Linked DNA regions of Sus scrofa: regions 1 and 2 are each linked to region 3. A link is a contact called in public HiChIP or PLAC-seq data. All regions are on one chromosome and are shown on one strand. The core of a region is the stretch at or near the end of the contact, and the rest is flanking DNA. Distances in the headings are between cores, read along the strand shown.

What was found. HiChIP or PLAC-seq counts read pairs in DNA pulled down with a chosen protein or histone mark.
Region 1: a contact with region 3 is called in an H3K27ac HiChIP or PLAC-seq map of alveolar macrophages. The contact joins the promoter of KIAA0556 here to the promoter of GSG1L in region 3. A contact is called at or near these places in 1 of 5 promoter capture datasets (liver), 1 of 47 Hi-C or Micro-C datasets (embryonic fibroblasts) and 2 of 2 datasets of contacts at active chromatin or transcription factors (alveolar macrophages and skeletal muscle).
Region 2: an H3K27ac HiChIP or PLAC-seq map of alveolar macrophages shows a contact between it and region 3. The contact joins the enhancer-like site here to the promoter of GSG1L in region 3. A contact is called at or near these places in 1 of 5 promoter capture datasets (liver), 19 of 47 Hi-C or Micro-C datasets (alveolar macrophages, blood, embryonic fibroblasts and 12 more) and 2 of 2 datasets of contacts at active chromatin or transcription factors (alveolar macrophages and skeletal muscle).

Annotation. Positions count from the first base shown.
Region 1 is chr3:19,366,817-19,369,516 of Sscrofa11.1, reverse strand. It overlaps KIAA0556 (protein KIAA0556 homolog), which reads left to right and starts at 1,250. Exons shown (of 30, transcript XM_021086440.1): 1 at 1,250-1,332. The coding sequence starts at 1,326. GTF3C1 (general transcription factor 3C polypeptide 1) reads right to left here and starts at 1,158. Exons shown (of 37, transcript XM_005662065.3): 1 at 826-1,158. The coding sequence starts at 1,046.
Region 2 is chr3:19,304,759-19,307,458 of Sscrofa11.1, reverse strand. KIAA0556 (protein KIAA0556 homolog) reads left to right here. Exons shown (of 30, transcript XM_021086440.1): 3 at 923-999. Among named protein-coding and RNA genes, the nearest start is that of KIAA0556, 62 kb to the left of the region's middle. Within about 2 kb of position 1,323, at least 5 of the 83 cell types and tissues checked have an H3K27ac peak or open chromatin away from gene starts, as enhancers often do. A contact at or near this core is called in alveolar macrophages and omental adipose tissue, where this site is marked.
Region 3 is chr3:18,902,856-18,905,555 of Sscrofa11.1, reverse strand. It overlaps GSG1L (germ cell-specific gene 1-like protein), which reads right to left and starts at 1,319. Exons shown (of 6, transcript XM_021086439.1): 1 at 733-1,319. The coding sequence starts at 1,087.

The DNA.
Region 1 (2,700 bases), core at 1-2,500, 460 kb before region 3:
TACAGACTTGGGAGACAGATACCCTGGTTTTGAATCAACACTCAGTCACTTCCAATCTCCACGACTGAGGGACAGGTTACTTAGCTCTCTCCACCACTGTTTCCTCCTCTGCAAAATGGGGAAGACAACCACCTTCCTCGTGGAGTCACTGTGAGAAGGAAGTGGGTTCCATCTCCCAAAGCTCCCAGAACAAGATCTTAGAATAGTATCAGGCCATACCAAGAGCTAAATAAATGTGAGCTATTATTACTACTATTATTGTTGTGGTACAGCTGTCTGGTTGCCTTAGGCTCTCTAGGCCAGCAGGGAATGAATGTTCCATTAAGGCTGGTTAGCTCCACTGTCTGCAGCCTTTTTTTTTTTTGGGCAGCGCCCGCAGCATACCAAAGTTCCCCGGCCAGGGATCGAATCCCAGCCACAATAGTGGCAACGCCTAATTCTTAACCGCTGGGCCGCCAGGGAATTCCCATCGACTTGACTCTGGTCTCGCTCTTAAGAGCCTTCTGGCTCTAAAGCCAAGCTCCATTTAGAGGAAATACTCTTTGAAACCCAAAGAATATCCTCCCAGTCTTGCCCAATGCCACCCTAAACAGACACGAACATAATGGGACATCACCGAATCACCCCGAACTCCATCAGACGCCTGGGCCCCGCCAGGCCCGAGGGACCCCGAATCAGCCCTAGTCCGCGCCCCCATCGGACCGCGGGTCTTCCTTTCGCTTCCACTCCTTTCTCTCCGCTCCCGAAACGACCTGGACCCCTCCCAGCTCCATCAGACCCCGAACCCTGCCCTCGCCCGCCCACCCGGAGGGCCAGGCCGCTGACCGGTCCTGGAGCTGGAGATCTGGTCGTTCCCGAGGCTCCTCGTAGAAGCTGATGCCCGGATGCGTGGCAAGGGCCTGCCACAGAAACTCCTGCGTGTAGGGCTCCAAAGGCAGCGGGAAGGGCGGCACTCGTGTCTCCAGACGGCTCCAAAGCGCGGGCAGACACAGGCCATCAAGCCCCTCCAGGGCCACCTCGTCCAACAACGACTCTAGCGCGTCCATTGCTACTTCAGTTGGCTGCAGCTGCGGCGCCTGCGCACACGCCGCGGAGGGCCCTAGTCCATCGCGCCTGCGCACAACTACCAGCAGCCCGGAAGGCGGGGCGAATCCAGGGACTGGAGGAGGAGTTCCAGAGCACAGTCGTGACGTCACTCCCTTTGGGGCGGGTTCATTGCGTAGAGCTCCACCGCCATTGGTCGGGAACTCCGCAGTAACCAGGGGAACTGCAAACAGTATAGGGGCCGCTTCCGGTGCGAGCACCCGGAACCACCGCCTCCAGGGATGGACGGTGAGTGTCCGTGGGCCCCTCCGGGGGGTCTGGCAGTTACTCTCCCTTCCCTCCTGAGGGCCCTCTGGGAGGAACCCTAGGCCACAGACAGCTGGACCACCGCTGCCTGACCCAAGGTGGTTTCTGTCTGAGGGAAAGGGAGCCTTAGTGTTCCAGGGTGGGAAGAAGAGACTGGGGGGAGTGGTCAGTGATTTGGTCGCTGTGCTGCCTGTCGTCGTTGTGGAACCCGGTGCTGTCCGGGGAACCTCAGTGAAGAGGTTTTGTGTGGGAAAGAGAAATAGAGGACTGAGGGGAATTTTGTGTATCCTGGGATGTGGAGCTGTGGGACATGGGAGTTGGTAAGGGGGAAAGCGTCGTCGTGAGTGCAATCATCAGCTGTCGACAAATGGGACTTGGTAAGGGGGGTAGGGGGAGACTAGGGAATACTCTCTTTCTGTGCTTTGCTGCTTAGAATGGTTCAGTGCCGGGAACTCTGTAAGAGCTGTCGGGCAACTCGCTAAGCTTCCTAACAGTCTTTGGAGGTCAGTGTTATCCCATTTTACAAACGAGGACACTGAGGCTCAGAGAAGTATCTTGCCCCAAATCAAAGTCATCAAGTGACAGAGTGAGGAAGGAGCCCAGACACAGTCTCTTGGGTTTTTTTGTTTTTTGTTTTTTTTAAATGGGTTTATTACAGAGGTTGAGACTTAGAAGTGATTTTAGAAGGTCTTCATTCCAAACGATGCAAATGCAGATGTTTGCAGGGGCAAGTCTAGTGGGCTGGACTGGGCTATGACTGAAAGTCAATTTCTTTTCTGAAAGGGAAGCTTCTCACTCAGCTCCAACCAATTATTTTCCCACGGCACTTCTCCAAATGTCATTATGGCCAATCAGGCTGAAGGTCAGATGCAGCCTGTGGGCCACCATTTAGGGATTCCAGATAAGAATCCTAGGATTGACAATGAAAGCAATCCAAACATAAGCTACTCTGAAAGCTCATTTTATAAATGGGAAGACTGAAGTCTAGAGAGACGGGTAGAGTCGGCTGGAATCCACATCCTTTTCCTCATTATACTCCTGTCCCTCACTTCTGGGAAAGTTGTTCCTTTGTGATATCCACTTAATGCGTTATGGGAAAAAATGAATGGAACAGTCTGTTCTGTGCTTCAAAGACATCATTGCCCTTTGTACTTCAGAGGTACTATAAAATGTTATTCACAGGTTTGCCCAGGTCATTGTCCCGTTGCTGTAAAACAGCAGTACTCAAATCTTTCTTTGGTCTCAGGATGCCTTTATGCTTTTACCTCAAAAGAGCTTGTGTATACTATGCCTATAATATTTACCACATGAGGAATTAAAGCTGACAAAATCTTAAAACATTTATCATTT
Region 2 (2,700 bases), core at 74-2,573, 400 kb before region 3:
ATTCAGTACCTGTAATAAGCCATAATGGAAAAGAATATGAAAAGAATATATATGTGTATAATGAATCACTCTGCTTTATAGCAGAAATTAAAACAGTGTTGTAAATCAACTATACTTTAATGAAATAAATTAAAAAAATAATAAAACCTTCTGAAGAAGAAAAAATAAAGGGGCCTTCATTTGTGGGGGGGGTCCCATCTTTTGGTAATGACTGAGTTGTCTATAATTAGCATGCATTTCTCTTACGGTAGCAAGAGAAAAATGAGAACCTCTCTTCAACAACTGATCTGAGGAGTTCCCGTTGTGGCTCAGCAGGTTAAGTACCTGACTAGTACCCATGAGGACGCAAGTTTGAGCCCTGGCCCTGTTCAGTGGGTTAAGGATCCAGCATTGCCATGAGCTGTGTCGAAGACACGGCTCAGATCTGGCGTTGGCTGTGGCTGTGGCGTGGGCCGGCAGCTGTGGCTCCAATTAGACCCCTAGCCTGGGAGCCTCCATATGCCATGGGTGTGGCCCTAAAAAAGGACAAGAGACAAACAAACAAACAAACAAAAAAACTTATCTGGGTTACATTTGGTTAGGACAGCCAAGATCACACATTCCTGGGTGTGGAGAAAGTAGTCCAACCCAAATCTTGTTGGAGACCCTGATTTTATAGGGTCCAGAGGGAAGGAACAGCGGCAAGGCTGGGGAATTGACTGCCTCCTTTTCGCAGATTGTTAGTTGTGTGTGTTCAAGACCCACGGGGCCATGTGGCGGTCTTTGGGGCTCTGGGTCGCCCGAGTGATGCGCCCAGGGACCCGGGCCTTCGTCAAGGTCAGCCTCTGCCCCTCGGCCTCCTGTGGGGTGTGTGCTGTACCCGGGGCCTCAGTCACTGCTTCCCTGCGTTCTGCTGTCACACCGCTGTGTTTCTCCGTTGCAGGGTTACACTAAGGACATGGTGACAGACTTTGATGAGAAACATGATGAGTATTTAATATTGCTGCAGCAGAGGAACCGGTAAGATGAAGCCGCTCGACGGCAGCCCTTCATATTAGCCAAATAAAAATCTGTTTAGATGTATTAACAGCATGCAGGCTCTGTTTCACATAGACAGGGGATGCAGTCGCCCTCCGCTCAGAGGCTGGGAATAATATCTGCCATCCCAGCTCTTCTCTCTCCATTCACTGATTTAATTGCAGCTTTGGATTGAGCTGTAGCAAACTGTGCCACGTGCGAAGGACCACCTCTCGCCTCCCAGCCGCTGTTCTGGGAGAAGCTGGGTTTGTGATGAAAAGCTAGAATGTGGCAAGGCCTGCGCATTCGTCACCTGAATAGCCCTGTCTGTGATCTCACAGGCTTTGAAGGTCCCTTGAAATCTGAGCCTGTAATCACGCCTTGTTCTTGTTCTGTCAAGGTGCAGTCATTTTACATTTGTATTTGAAACTGGTCCATGTCATTTAAAGTTAAATGAGTCCTAGAGTTCCTGTTGTGGTGCAGTGGTAACGGAATCCGACTAGTGTCCATGAGGATTCGGGTTTGATCCCTGGCCCCATTTGGTGCGTCAAGGATCCGGCGTGTTGTGAACTGAGGCATAGGTCACAGACACGGCTTGGATCCGGTGTTGCTGTGGCTGTGGTGTAGGCGGGCAGCTGCAGCTCCGATTTGACCCCTCGCCTGGGAACTTCCCTATGCCGTGGGTGCGGCCCTGAAAAGACAAAATAAAATAAGTGAGTCCTGATTTTTGGCTCGAGTGCTGGTTCTTATAAGAGCCTGTAGCTGATGCCATGTGTTGTGATTGAGGTCATAGCAGCGTGGTCTGGTTTGAAAGAGGTCTCTTGTGTCCTCTGTGTCTTTGCAGGCCCGCAAAAGTTCCTTTCACTGTGGTTTGTCTTCAGGCCTGGAACCTTGCAGAAAGCAGTGAGTTTGCAAACTCCCAGGCTAGGAGGGGCCAGGCGGTGAGTGAAGCTGGCTGGCTCAATGAGGACAGTGAGCGCCTGGGACTCCCACAGGCCCAGGGGTCTGTCCATATCCTCCAGGGTTTCCAGAGAAGCTGGAAATCTGGATTTGTGTGGTGAAACCTGAGTTTTTTTAAAATGTTGATAATGGGAGTTCCCGCTGTGGTGCAGCAGGCTAATGAACCGGCTTGTGTCTGTGGAGGCCCCAGGTTGATCCCTGGCCCGGCAGGGGAGTTCGCAGCTGTGGCTCAGATTGGCTCCTTGGCCCGGGAGCTTTAGGTGCAGCCGAAAAAGATAAATAAATAAATAAAATGTTGGTAATGATTTGCAGTCAAAGCACAAAACAAACAGAAGAAGCCTGCAGGGTCCCCCAAACAGCTCTGCAGCAGGGGGAGGAATGGGGCACGAATTTGGGCCTTTGTGTTGCAGGAGTGGGCTTGGAGCCTCATAGGCAAAGAGTTTGGGGGTGTCTCCTGAACGTGGGTTCAGCCCTTGTCTGCTGGGCTGGGTTCTCTGTGCTTGTTAACTGGGCCCCGGTGCTATGTTGCATGGGGCAAGATTTTTGGGGCAAGATTTTATGCTTTGCTATTGCCCCATGTGTTAGGAGTTTTGAATCCCTGCCCCTTTGCTAGATTCACCCAGACCCCCAGTATCTATGGCAACAATCCCTGCCTGCCTTCCAGAGGCCTCTTAGCAAGCCTGTCCCACTCCCAGGAGAGCAGCTCTGAATTATCTCTCCAGGACCAGCCAGAAATGCCAGGCA
Region 3 (2,700 bases), core at 70-2,569:
ATCGGAGCCTGGCTGAGCCGTCCCGCTTTCCCGCCTGCCTCCTCTCCTTCCCGCCGCATCCTCTCCCCCGCGGGGACCAGGACGCGAAGGGTTCCCCGGCGGGAACCCACGGCACTGTCCCCACTCCTCACTCCCGTGCCGCCCGAGCCCGGCCTGGGAGCGGTTTAGTGCATACCGGAGATGGGGGTGGAAGAATGACCCCCTCGGCGCCTGGCTCTGGGAATCTTCGGCGGGAGGGGAAGCTGATAGCCACAGTCCTCCACCACCACCCCCAGGCGGGACGGGAAGGATGGGCGCCTCCAGGGCCCCCCGCGAAAGAAAGAGGAGGAAGGGGAGAGCATAGAGCATAGAGTTCGGGCGCGGAAAGGAACGCGCGCCCCTCCGGCCGGCGGCCGGGGCGGGAGCCGAGAGACGCGCCTCCCCGAGGCGCGGCGACGTCCCCAAAGGCGCCCGGCGCTCGGAAGGGGCCGGAGCTCTGCCCGGACCCAGAAAGGGCCGAGCGTCCCGAACGCCCCGCATCGTACCCCGCACCCCCGCCCCGGACGTGCCCACCGCACTCCCCGCCCCGGAACCTTCGGCCGAGCCCGCGGCGCGCGGGGCACGGCGTCCTGGCGGCGCCTCAGGCCCCCAGCCTGGGCGCGCGGAGGGAGCGCAGGTTTGGGGCTCCGGCGCCGGGGCCGCGCGTTCCGGGGGAGCCGGGAGCCGAGCCCGCCAGCGCCGCCGCTCACTCACCAAGCCCGCCGAGCTCCTCCTCACACGAGTACCAAATGCCGGTGTGGAAATTCCTGAAGAGGAAGCGGTCGTCGCCCGTCTCCCAGCTGTAGAGCGCGCCGCCGGGGGGGCCGTTCCCCGCGGCGGCGGCGGCGGCGGCGGCGGCAGCAGCGGCGGGGGCGGCGGTGCCGTTGGCCGTGGCGTTGGCGCCCGAGTTGGGGCAGTTGGCGCGCCCGCCCTGGCCGCAGCCCGGCTTGGGCACCCGCTGCGTGCCCTGGCACCAGTGCGTGGTGAGGAAGGCGGTGGTGGCGAAGAGCAGAGCCAGCAGGTTCAGGGCCACGGCCAGGAGCGCTCGGCCGCGGCGGCTCGTCTTCATGCCGCCCGCGCCGCCGGGGAGCTCCGCGCGCGAAGTTGGCAGCCGGCGCCCCGCGTCAGCGGCCGCTGCCCGCCGCGCCCCGGGGCTCGGGCGCCTTCAATGGGCGGCGGCGGACGCGGCGCGAGCCCATGACCACCAGCACCCCCGGGGGTGGGGGCGCGGCGCGCAAGGGGCGTGGGGGGCGGGCAGAGGCGGCGGAGCGGCTCCGGCGCGCCCGGAGCCCGGAGCGCGAGTGCACCTCGGAGGGAGCCGCTGGCGCCTGGCAGCGGCCACGGCGCAGGGACGCGCGCCCCTCCGTGGGGAGACACCTGCAGGCGGCCGGCGACACTGTTCTGGCTCCCGCCCTCGCGGGGAGAGGGGGCGCCCCACGCCAGGCGCGGGCGGCGGCCGGGGAGAGAAGGCGCGCCCCCGAAAGAGACTCGCACCCGAATGGGGGGGGGGTCTGAAAAGCAGAAAGAGTGCGGGAAAGGCGCTCCTGGAGAAAGAGGCTTCCCACCGGGCACGTGGGACGGCAAAACCAGCGGGGAGGGAGCATCTCACGCAGGAACCAGAGAAGCCCTGCCCTCGGGAGAGAAGGGCTGAGCCTGTTGGGGCTCCCACCAGGAACAGGGACCAGCAGCACCCTTTCCCCCAGTAGGAGGCCCTATGAAGGATCCCCAAGAGTCTGAAAGGCAGAGTTGAGTTTGCTGGACTTCCCACACCCGAGAAACAGCAGGACCCCCTGGAAAAAATGCCACATACTGATCTTGGGGTTACAGGAGCGGTCAGGAGGGGTGCCTCTCCAGAAACGCGGGGTTGTGGAGCCTAAGGGGCTTGTGCTTCCCCTGAGGGGCTGTCAAGGAGGTTTGGGCTCCTCTGGCAGGATGAACCTGCTGTCGCCTGCGTTCCCTATCAGGGCTCGGAACAGCAGGAAGTGTAGCCAAGAAGTGTGCCACACAGGATGGCAAGTATTGGATATGACAAACAGGAGCATCACAGGCCAGATGATCCTGAGCAGCATGGCCCAAGGAGGGCCCATGCCAGACACGAATTTGCTGCAGTTACTAGGCAGGGGTGCCCCACAAAGGCTGGCCAACCCAGAATCTTCAAGGTTGGGGCGGGGGCAGAATGGTCAAGCATGCTGACTTTGGAGTCAGGTGACCCTGAGGCCTGACCAGCTGTGAACTCTGAAGAAGTTACTAAACCTCTCTGAGCCTCATTTCCATAGGGGGAGGGCTATTGGCTGTTGTGTTGAGATCACACTTGCAAAAAGCACTTGGCCCATAACACATAACAGGTGACCAATAGATGCTGGAGGAGGGAGAGAGAGAGAGAGAGAGAGAAAGGAAGAAAGGAAGGAAGGAAGGAAGGAAGGAAGGAAGGAAGGAAGGAAGGAAGGGAGGGAGGTGGAGTTCCCACTGTGGTACAGCAGGATCAGCAAAGTCTACAGAGCACTGGATTGCAGGTTCAATCCCCAGCCTGGCACAGCGGATTAAGGATCCAGCACTGCCACAGCTGTGGGACTGTGGCTCAGATCTGATCCCTGGCCCAGGAATTCCATATGCCAAGGGGCAGCCAAAAATGAAAAGGGGGAAAAAAAAAGTATGTGCCCTAGAACTTTGATAAAAATAAAT